Linked DNA regions of Sus scrofa: region 1 is linked to region 2. Evidence: chromatin contacts called from public Hi-C data. All regions are on one chromosome and are shown on one strand. Each heading gives the region's core, a stretch centred on a gene start, on an enhancer-like site or on the middle of the called end of the contact. The rest is flanking DNA. Distances are from core to core; before and after follow the strand shown.

Region 1 (4,401 bases), core at 1,580-4,079, 110 kb before region 2:
CACTGTGAGGGGCCTGCCTTTCCTGCCTCTCCCCTCAGGATGGGCACGGCCTGAGTCTGCCCTGAGCTACCGGAAACTGGGCCACTGGGTTCTCTTACTCCCTGTGAAACTAGGAGTAAATAGCAGAAGAGCACCTTAAGCATGGGGAGCAGCAGGTCTGGGGCCTCTCTGGGACTCTTTTGACCTTCCCTGGTAAGGCAAGGCTGGGGTGACTGTGCTGGTACGCATATGCCTCAGACTTGTGGGGAACGAGGTCCTTCTGCTAGAAGAAGGGCACATGGGAAAGGAGTGTACCTCCTGGCTCCCTTCTCCCGATGGCTGGTTCCCTGGGTCTGTCTCTTAGGAAATGCTTTGGGACAGCTTCCTCCCTGTCCTCTGAAGAGCAGCCTGGTGTCCAGGTGATAGTCTTGGTCACCTGTTGGTGCTGTTCAATGAAGCCAGACCTTTACAAATGTGGCTTGGTGCCATTACCTAGCAAGTGACCAGGCCTGAACCTGGTCCTCAGTCTGATCCTGGCATGGTCTTCAAGGGCTGGGACCCAGCCATAAGTCAGTGGCTCTGCCCCAGAAGCCCCTCCTAGCTGGAGCAGGCAGGTAGGGCCAAGTTCCCAGAGCATGAGCCCAGCTAGGCCAGCTCTCACAGGAGCAGCCTACCCCGGCATTGTGCAGCAGATGGCCATCCAATCTGCTAGGCCCAGCCAACTCTGGATCCCTTCCGGGAAGTGCAGGTGAGCTCCAAAGCCGAGCCCTGCTTCCCACCACAGCTGGAACAAGAAGCCAACAGTGTGAAAACACAAAAAGGGAAGACGTCTCCTCCAAGCCTAGAGGCCAAGCTGGGCCCTGAAAGGAGAGGCGCCTTCACCTTCCTTCCGAGAAAGCCATACCATGCAGAGCCTGGAGCCCTTGGCCACTTTATTTCTCAACAAGAGAGGACATCAGGGAGTATGAAATCCATGGTGATGTCTCCAGTGTGAGAGTGGAACTCCACAGTGTAGCCGACGGTCCGGGGGCTGCCTGATGCCACGCTGGGGTCTAGTGTGGTGTTGAAGAAGTACACAGCCTGCTTGCAGTGGGGGTTCCAGCAACAGTCCCCCTACAAGGGAAACAGCAAGAAGGCAGTGAGGGCTTCTAGCACCTGAGTCCATCCTTGCCAGCCTCCACCCTGGGAAGCTTGCAGTGAGAAGCTGCGGCTCAGGGCCGGGTGATGGGTCCACTGAGGAGTTAGCATCTGGCTGAATATGCCAGGAAAACTTGGAGGGCAGGCGGGAGGCATGGCAGCACTTGCTCTCAGGGTTGGCCACTCTGAGACCCATGCACCCAGCATTACCTTGTCCTCTGTGGGCTTCAGGAGGCCGGTGCTGACCGTGCTGTCCGGGGTCAGGTGGTATTCCATCCATAAGACAGCCCCGTGGCTCCTCCCAGGCCTATGGGCGGAGGATGTTGGGACAATTAGAAATGCTACAGGAGGGACAGGTGGGCGTGGCCATGGCTCTCCTCTGGTCTCCCCAGCTTCCCCTCTGCCCAGTCAGGAGACTCCTAACACTCCACCTGACTTAAGGCCACTCAGTAAAATACTGAACAGGAAAGGCCACAGCCCAAAGCCCCCATTCATTCCGGAAGCCTGGCCAAGTACCAAAAGTAACCATAGGACAGGGCCAGCTGGCTGCAGGACCACCTCCTCAGCCTGAGGTCACAGAAAGGTTTGGTCCAGAAGCCCTGGAGAAGAGACCAGCATCAAAGTCTATTAGATCTCTCCTAGACACCCTGGAGGGCAGGCCCAGATGGGCCACTGCCCTGCCTCCTCATTACCAAAGGGGCCCCCGGCACTCTGGGCTCATGGCTTCCACCCAATCAGATGAGGTTTGTTCCTCCAGGAAGAAGCTGCCTCCTCCCCATGAAGGGAGCTGGAGCTAAGCTGGATGGGCCTGGTCATGCATCACAACGACAGCCCCTGCCAATTCCTAACCTGCTTTAGTTCCCAGGAGAGTTCAGAAACATGGGCCAATGGGTAACCATAGCAACCAAATTCACGTTTCTCTGCAGCTGTGCGTAACATGCTTCTTAGCTCAAAGAGAGCCTCAGATATGGGAGGATGAGTAAGCCCACCGGGGCTCTCCCTCCCTACTCCGAAGCTGAGGGGCCCATTATATACTCACAGTCACTGCAGACAGGGAAGGGCAGGGCCAAGACAAGGAGAGCCAACCCATATGAATGTGACCAAAGTAAAGGCTGAGCCACTCGGGCAGTAACTATTAGACAGAAAGCAAGCCCAGTTCCTCCACTCCCCCAACCCTGGAGCCTACACTCACCGCCTGAGCTTAATGGTGCCCTCAGCACGGACAGGCTGTGAGGGGACTGGCTGCCGAAAATCAAAGGTCAGAACCTTCTGGGGCTCGGACAGGCTGCGGCACGGGTACTCCCACAGCGGATGGGGCTCAGCCTCCTTGCTCTCTCTGAAGTCCAGGGCACGCTGAGAAGGGAAGGGAAGCAGGGATCTGCAGAGACAGAGCTGGGTGGCCAGGGGACAAGGGCTCATGTCCCTGGGCAACTGCCAGAATCACATGGGGGCAGTGGGTCCTCACAAAAAACCACAAGTGCCTGAATCGGACCAGTTGGTTTCTCGGTTCCCTGCCACCACTCATGAACCATCTCTTTGGTAAGCTTCATTTTCGCCCTTTTAAAACTGGATGACACTGCCCGTCTCATGAGCTACATGAAAGATCAAATGTCTTTACTGGAGAAAACACCTGCCATTTGGACACTCGCCCATGAAGTGACCCTTAATGAGCACTACAGCTGCCAGATCCCCACACCAGGCTCCCAGTCCAGAGGGAGACAAGCAACCACAGCATCTGGGGAACACGGACTGGCTGAGAACAGGGCTGAGCAGGAAAGCTGCCCAGAGACGTGATCTCTGGGCTGCCTCCTGAAGGTCATACGGAAGTTGGCAGCAGGGAGGAGAGAAGACAAAGCCCAGCAGGGAGAGGGTAGAGAGCAGGACAGGGTGGGCCAAGTGGCGGGGGGTGACTGCAGGGGTGTGGGGCGGGGGGATGGGGGCCCTCAGGGAGCCTCCCAGGGTTTTCCCACAGGGGACAGACAGAACCAGTCTTTAGATCTACAGATTCACTTGGGCTCCATGTGAAGGCAGGCAAGAGACAAGAGACCAAAGTGGCCCAGACCAGACCAGCAGCAGCAGGGCAAGAAAACTGGTTCATGGAGGGCCTGATGGCTATGGAACCCAACAACCAACTGCAAGGGAAGGCCAAGACTCATCTGGGAGGAGGTGGTGGCCCTGAGCCCAGAAGTCAGGTATGAAGTAGTGGCAGGTCAAGGACAGGAGCACTGGAAGGGACCAGGCTGGGGATGGGGAAGACAGGTGAATTCTGGAAGCACCAGGTCAGAGTGCCTGAAGACATCTCAGTGGAGAGCCTACTGCTCTTAGCTATTTGGTCTGAGCTCAGGAAAGAGGCAGACACTGGCCAGCAAAGAGAGAGGATGCGGACAGCCACAGAGGGCAGGGTCAGGGTAAGGGCCTGAGGGAGACCCAGAACCCACATCATCTTAGGGAATGGAAAGGTGGGGGAAGGGAGCCCAGGAAGGAGATTAAGGAGTGGCCAGAGGGAGCCAGAAATGTGTGGTGACTTGGCACAAAGGAGTTTTCTAGAAGCATGGAAGTCACTGGTCTGCTGTGGAGAAGCAGGTAAGATGCAAATTGAAAATGTTCACTGAATTTATTTACTTAAAAAATGTTTACACAAGCAATCTACAATCACTGTAGAAAACAGAAAGATAAACAAAAGGAGGAAAAACTTAACCAATTCCTAATTCCACAACTAACATTTTGGTGTCCACTACTCTACCTCTTTTTCTGTGTGTGAATTTTTTTTTCAATTAAAAAAATTTGGGGTGGGGGAGTTCCCGTCATGGCTCATTGGTAACCAACTAGTATCCATGAGGACCTGCATTCAATCCCTGGCCTCACTTAGTGGGTTAAGGATCCGGCGTTGCAGTGAGCTGTGGTATAGGTTGCAGACATGGCTCGGATTCAGCATTTCTGTGGCTGTGGCGTAGGACATTGGCTATAGCTCCCGATTGGACCCCCTACCCTGGAAACTTCCATATGCCTTGAGTGTGGCCCAAAAAGACAAAAACACAATTTTAAAGAGTTCCCTGGTGACCTAGTGGTTAAGGATACAGCACTGTCACTGCTGTGGCTCAGGTCACTGCTGTGGCATGGGTTTGATTCCTGGCCTGGGAGCTTTTGTATGCTGCAGGAGCACCCAAAAAAAATTTTTTTTAATGTTTTATATAATTTTTATTTATTTATTTATTTTAGGTCCGCACCCACGGCATACGAAGTTCCCAGGCTAGGGGTCAAATCAGAGCTACAGCTGCCACCCTA
Region 2 (4,964 bases), core at 1,802-4,301:
TTCCCAAACGCCATGGTTTGGTTTTGTTTTGTTTTTCTTTAATAGGGCCATACCTGTGGCATACGGAAGTTCTCAGCTAGGGGTTGAATCGGAACTGCAGCTGCCAGCCTATGTCACAGGTACAGCAACTCAGGATCCAAGCCATACCTGTAACCTATGTCACAGCTTGAAGCAACACCACATCCTTACCCCACTGAGTGAGGCCAGGGATCGAACCTACATCGTGGATGCTAGCCAGATTCTTTCTGCTGAGCAACAACGGGAACTCCCACACATGTAATGCTCTTGACACTTTTCAAACATATTCCAATTTAGGATCCATGATCACAAAGTGGACAACCTGGGAGTTCCCGTCGTGGCGCAGTGGTTGACGAATCCGACTAGGAACCATGAGGTTGCGGGTTCGATCCCTGCCCTTGCTCAGTGGGTTAACGATCCGGCATTGCCGTGAGCTGTGGTGTAGGCTGCAGACGCGGCTCGGATCCCGCGTTGCTGTGGCTCTGGCGTAGGCCGGCAGCTACAGCTCCGATTCGACCCCTAGCCTGGGAACCTCCATATACCACAGGAGCGGCCCAAGAAATGGCAAAAAGACAAAAAAACAAAGTGGACAACCAGTAGTACCTGGCTCTCCTGGGCATTCACTGGGCTCTGGCTGTGACCCCAATCCTGCAGAGGGCACACCCTTCCTGTGCACCACCCTACAGTGTCCTCAGAGCAACCATGGCAGGCAAGTGTGGCACCTGCCTTTACCTCCCTTCATGAGGTGGTGTAGAAGTAGGGAGTCCCCAGAATGATAGCCTCTGGATGACATGCCTATGGACCACGCAGGACAGTGTAAAGACCTCAGTCACTGTCTCCACCAGAGAGGAAATGCCTGAAAGAGGAAGTCACCTGATCTGCTTCATCTGGATACCCTTTGCCCTGGCCAGGCTGTGCGGCCTTTAAAAACACCAGTGGTCACTTCCAGAGCCTCTTTACACCAAAAACTAGAATAGGAGGCATCCATGTGCATTTAACCTCACATAACACTGAGAATATCCTTATTATGTCTACTTTATAGATAAGGCGACTGAGGGTGAGAGGTGGAAATGGCTTGCTACAGTCCCTTCCCCTTGCCCAGGGTCTTCTGTACCCCTTCTCTGGCTTCTGCTTCCTCTCCCTTCAATCTGGGTCCCACCCATAGAGACCAGTCACCCTTGGATGCCAATCCTCTGATGGTCAAGGTCAGGTCGGTCCCTGCTCTGTGCCCAGGAAGAGCTTGTCTGCTGCCCACAATGGGGTTTCCCAGGATTAATGCCAATAGCCTCATACTCTGACGAGTTAGGCAGGTTAGGATTCCAGTTACTCTGAGCCTCTAGGTGAGGCCTGAGGCTCTTCTGCTGTGACCCAGGATAACCCAGAACTGAACGAATTAATGAGGTAAAAAGGCCTAGGACCAGTCCAGTCAGAGACCACACACTTCCCAATGCCACAGTGTTCATACTCAAAACTCCTTAGGTTCACATAAGGCTCCCTAAAGGCCCCCACGATAAAGTCCGGATGACCCATCCAGTCACGAGGCCCGCACAATCCACCCCTGCCCCCACTCCATTCCAGGCAGCCAGGACTGCTTAGTTCCCTCCCTCCGATATGCAGTTCCCTCTGCCTGGAGCTCTCTCTGGGCCTCAGCCCCAGCTGCGTACTCCAGGAAGCCTTCCCCGACTGGGTTGGTGGATTCTCTGTGTTTGCCTATCACAGACCTCAGCTCTCAGGATCATCCTGCCAGCTTAGGGGAAGCAGGACCAAATCTGCCCAGACCCTCTGGTGAACTTGGCATACCCCTGGAGCATTTCTTGGCCCAGAGCTCCTGGTGGGCGTGCCTGGGACTGCATGCCAACCCCACCCTCTGTGATCTGCATCATCCTCATTAAAACACTACAGTAGAAAGAGCATGGGGGGGGGGGTCATGCTGCAGCCGTTCAGTATGTAACGTATACCTCAGCATGCCTCTGCCTTCTAGAGTCCTGGCTGGTCACGGCCTGAATGAGGTACCCAAAGCCCTCAAGACAGAGGCCTCATCCATGTCCACACCCACCAGTAGGAAACACTGAGCGGCCTGGGCCAGGACCAAGGAGAACACAGGCAGGGGAGGTTGCCTAACCCCAACATAGCGTAGTCCAAGAAGGTGTGGCAGAAGTAAGGGTAGAGTATGACATCTGTTCACAGTCATTGTCTCAACTCCTACCTCTGTCTATGGCCACCCTCGGATACCCTTGAGCCTCTTCTCTCAGGCTCAGGGCCACACATTTGCTAAGTCAGGCGGAGCCCTCGTGGAAGGCTAGGAGAGGAATCCTTTCTCCAAAGAACTTCCTTTCAGTAATGCACTCTGAAACTTGTGGGGCTTGAAAGGCAAAGGGAGACCATCTTCTAGCCAGGCCCAAGTCAACGCTGAGGCTTCTGAGAGCCAACTCCGAAGCCACCCCACCTCCTTTGCGGGGCCAAAGGGCCTCGGTCTTTCCAGGTGAAAAATGGGGATGTTTGGGGCTGACATGTTTGGGAATAACGACTGAACTGACGCACAAATGCGCGGTAACCATCCCACTTATCCCTATATTCTACAGTGGAAGGTGACAAGAGTTTCACCACACCCGCGCCCAGCAAAGCGGGAAGCGGACGGACCGACCCAGGTGACAAGACAGTCATATCTTCCCCAATCCCATGCTTAGAGCAGATGCAGAACTGGAAGACAGCCTCGCCCGAGCCCCATCCAGCTGGACGCACGAACAAACGGACCCACGACTGGACGCGCGCCTTACCTAGCACCACCGGTGGGGGACGTCCGGCTGGGAGCGCCGGGTCTGTGAGCATCAGGAGGAACAGGAGGACACTCGGAAGCAGGGCGGCGCGGTAGGGGCAGAGACCCATAGCAGCGACTGCAGCTGCTGGTCTGAGGTGCGGATTCAGCTCTCGCGTCTCGTGCCTAGGCCCGGGCGGCGGCGACGCACTTAACCCCGCCGCTCACAGCCTTCACAGAGGCTGGGCCAATCAGGGCCCGCCTCCTGCAAATGGTCTGCCAATAGGGACTCGCTGCCTGGGCGTCCCTCCCAGTCAGAGCTCACCGCCCCGCCCCTGCTCATCCCGGGCCAACTCCCTTAACCGCGCTGCACGCCGAGTGCATCGATCGGCTGAGGCTCAGCCCGGTTTCCACTCATATTCCCAGCTGGTCGGACCCAGCTCGCCGCTGGACACCCCAAAGTCCACGCTGCGTAGCCCTCACCCCCGATTCCTGGCGCCTCCCTTACCAGGGATCTAGAATGCGCCGGGCCGAGCGGGTCCAATGCTCGCTGCTGCTGAGTGACCCGGATCAAATAAGAGGAAAAAGGGGATAAGTCATTCCCCGGCAACTAGTTCTGGAACTTGGGACCAGGAGCTGACCAGCAACCTTATGCATCTCCCAGGCTGGTTCTTTGCACTCTGCCCCAAGGGCATCTGGGTTCAGGCAACATTAGCCTGGTAAGCATTTCTCTTTCCAGTGAGAATTCAGTTCGCCTGTTTCGGGGTTTCATAAACACCACTTCGCCTTGACCAAGCAGTTCGCTGGCTGGGTTAAGCAAGAGTGAGCTTGAGGAGTTCCCGTCATGGCGCAGTGGTTAACGAATCCGACTAGGAACCATGAGGTTGCTGGTTCGGTCCCTGCCCTTGCTCAGTGGGTTAACGATCCGGCGTTGCCGTGAGCTGTGGTGCAGGTTGCAGACGTGGCTCGGATCCCGCGTTGCTGTGGCTCTGGCGTAGGCCGGTGGCTACAGCTCCGATTCGACCCCTAGCCTGGGAACCTCCATATGCCGCGGGAGCGGCCCAAGAAATAGCAACAACAACAACAACAAAAGACAAAAGACAAAAAAGACAAAAAAAAAAAAAAAAAGAGTGAGCTTGAGCCTCAACCCAGTGCCATGGCCATCTGCAAGTTTCTACGAAAAGCAGGAGGGGTGGTGTTGGAATCTCATGCCCCAGGCCACTCCCACCCCATGCAAACTCATTCCAGAGAGGACACAGACTCTGCACATGGAATTGGGGTGAATAGAGTGGGCAAAAGACTTAACAGCCAGTAATACTCCAGTACCATACTTCATTCTGGAATAGAGAGACCAGCGTGTTTGGAGACTGGAGGTCTTGATCCTTCACATACCCTCTCTGGAGGGCCAGTAAACACCCTGGTTATGCCTGGCTGGTCCCAAGACTTCTGTCCTGCCCCTCCCTCCCTCCCTTCTTTTTTCCTCTTTATCCAGCCTCTCTGGAGTGACAGTCAATGAACATACTCACTGTCTTGGCCTGCCTCTCTTGTGTTCTTTTAGTGAAGCACATTGGTAATTGGGGTACCCTCCTCTCCTAAGGTCCAGCTATCTCTCACCTCAGACCCTGGCCCAGGGGATCCACCTTCTAAAACCACTGCCTCCCTCACCTTCAACCCAGGCCCCAGCAGAGGGCCAGTGTGAGAGAACCTAGAGGCCCTCCTGCCAGGGCAAGTGCTAAGTGGGGGTAGGATAAGAATCAGGACAATCTAGGCTGCCTTGGACTACAGCCACAGTCTGAATGTCTTCTCAGCCTAGCAGCCTCAGGTGACCACAGGCGCCTCGAAGTGTGGCCCTGTCCTTGGTTCCCTGGTGCCCACTCCCATAGTTCCTGCAGATGATAGGATTATGGCCATGGAGGGAGGGGGTGCCAAGGCCTGGTCAGCAATAACCTGTGCTGGCACTGTGGAGAGGGGGCAGCAGGTGAAGGTCTCCCCTTTTGACTATGACCCCACCATCTACATGATTATTCTGGCTACAGACCTGGGGTCATCCTGGACTCTAGATACCTCCTTGACTCTCAGACCCACAACTAGGTGGTCACCAGGTTTTGCCAACTCTACCCTCCCCAAACCAAACTACCCTCATCCATATAGTCTTTTGTCTTTTCAGGGCTGCACCCAAGGCATATGGAAG

The links. A called contact is a pair of places that touch in the nucleus more often than the background predicts.
Region 1: a contact with region 2 is called in a Hi-C map of skeletal muscle, with 3 times the contacts expected there. The contact joins the enhancer-like site here to the promoter of PLA2G15 in region 2. A contact is called at or near these places in 1 of 5 promoter capture datasets (fetal liver), 3 of 47 Hi-C or Micro-C datasets (epiblast stem cells, liver and skeletal muscle) and 1 of 2 datasets of contacts at active chromatin or transcription factors (skeletal muscle).

The regions. Positions count from the first base shown.
Region 1 is chr6:28,933,794-28,938,194 of Sscrofa11.1, reverse strand. PRMT7 (protein arginine N-methyltransferase 7) reads right to left here. Exons shown (of 19, transcript XM_021094144.1): 16 at 2,309-2,469; 17 at 1,327-1,423; 18 at 884-1,092. The coding sequence ends at 919. Among named protein-coding and RNA genes, the nearest start is that of SLC7A6OS, 52 kb to the right of the region's middle. Within about 2 kb of position 2,829, at least 9 of the 83 cell types and tissues checked have an H3K27ac peak or open chromatin away from gene starts, as enhancers often do. A contact at or near this core is called in skeletal muscle, where this site is marked.
Region 2 is chr6:28,818,707-28,823,670 of Sscrofa11.1, reverse strand. It overlaps PLA2G15 (group XV phospholipase A2), which reads right to left and starts at 3,051. Exons shown (of 5, transcript XM_021094161.1): 1 at 2,796-3,051. The coding sequence starts at 2,904.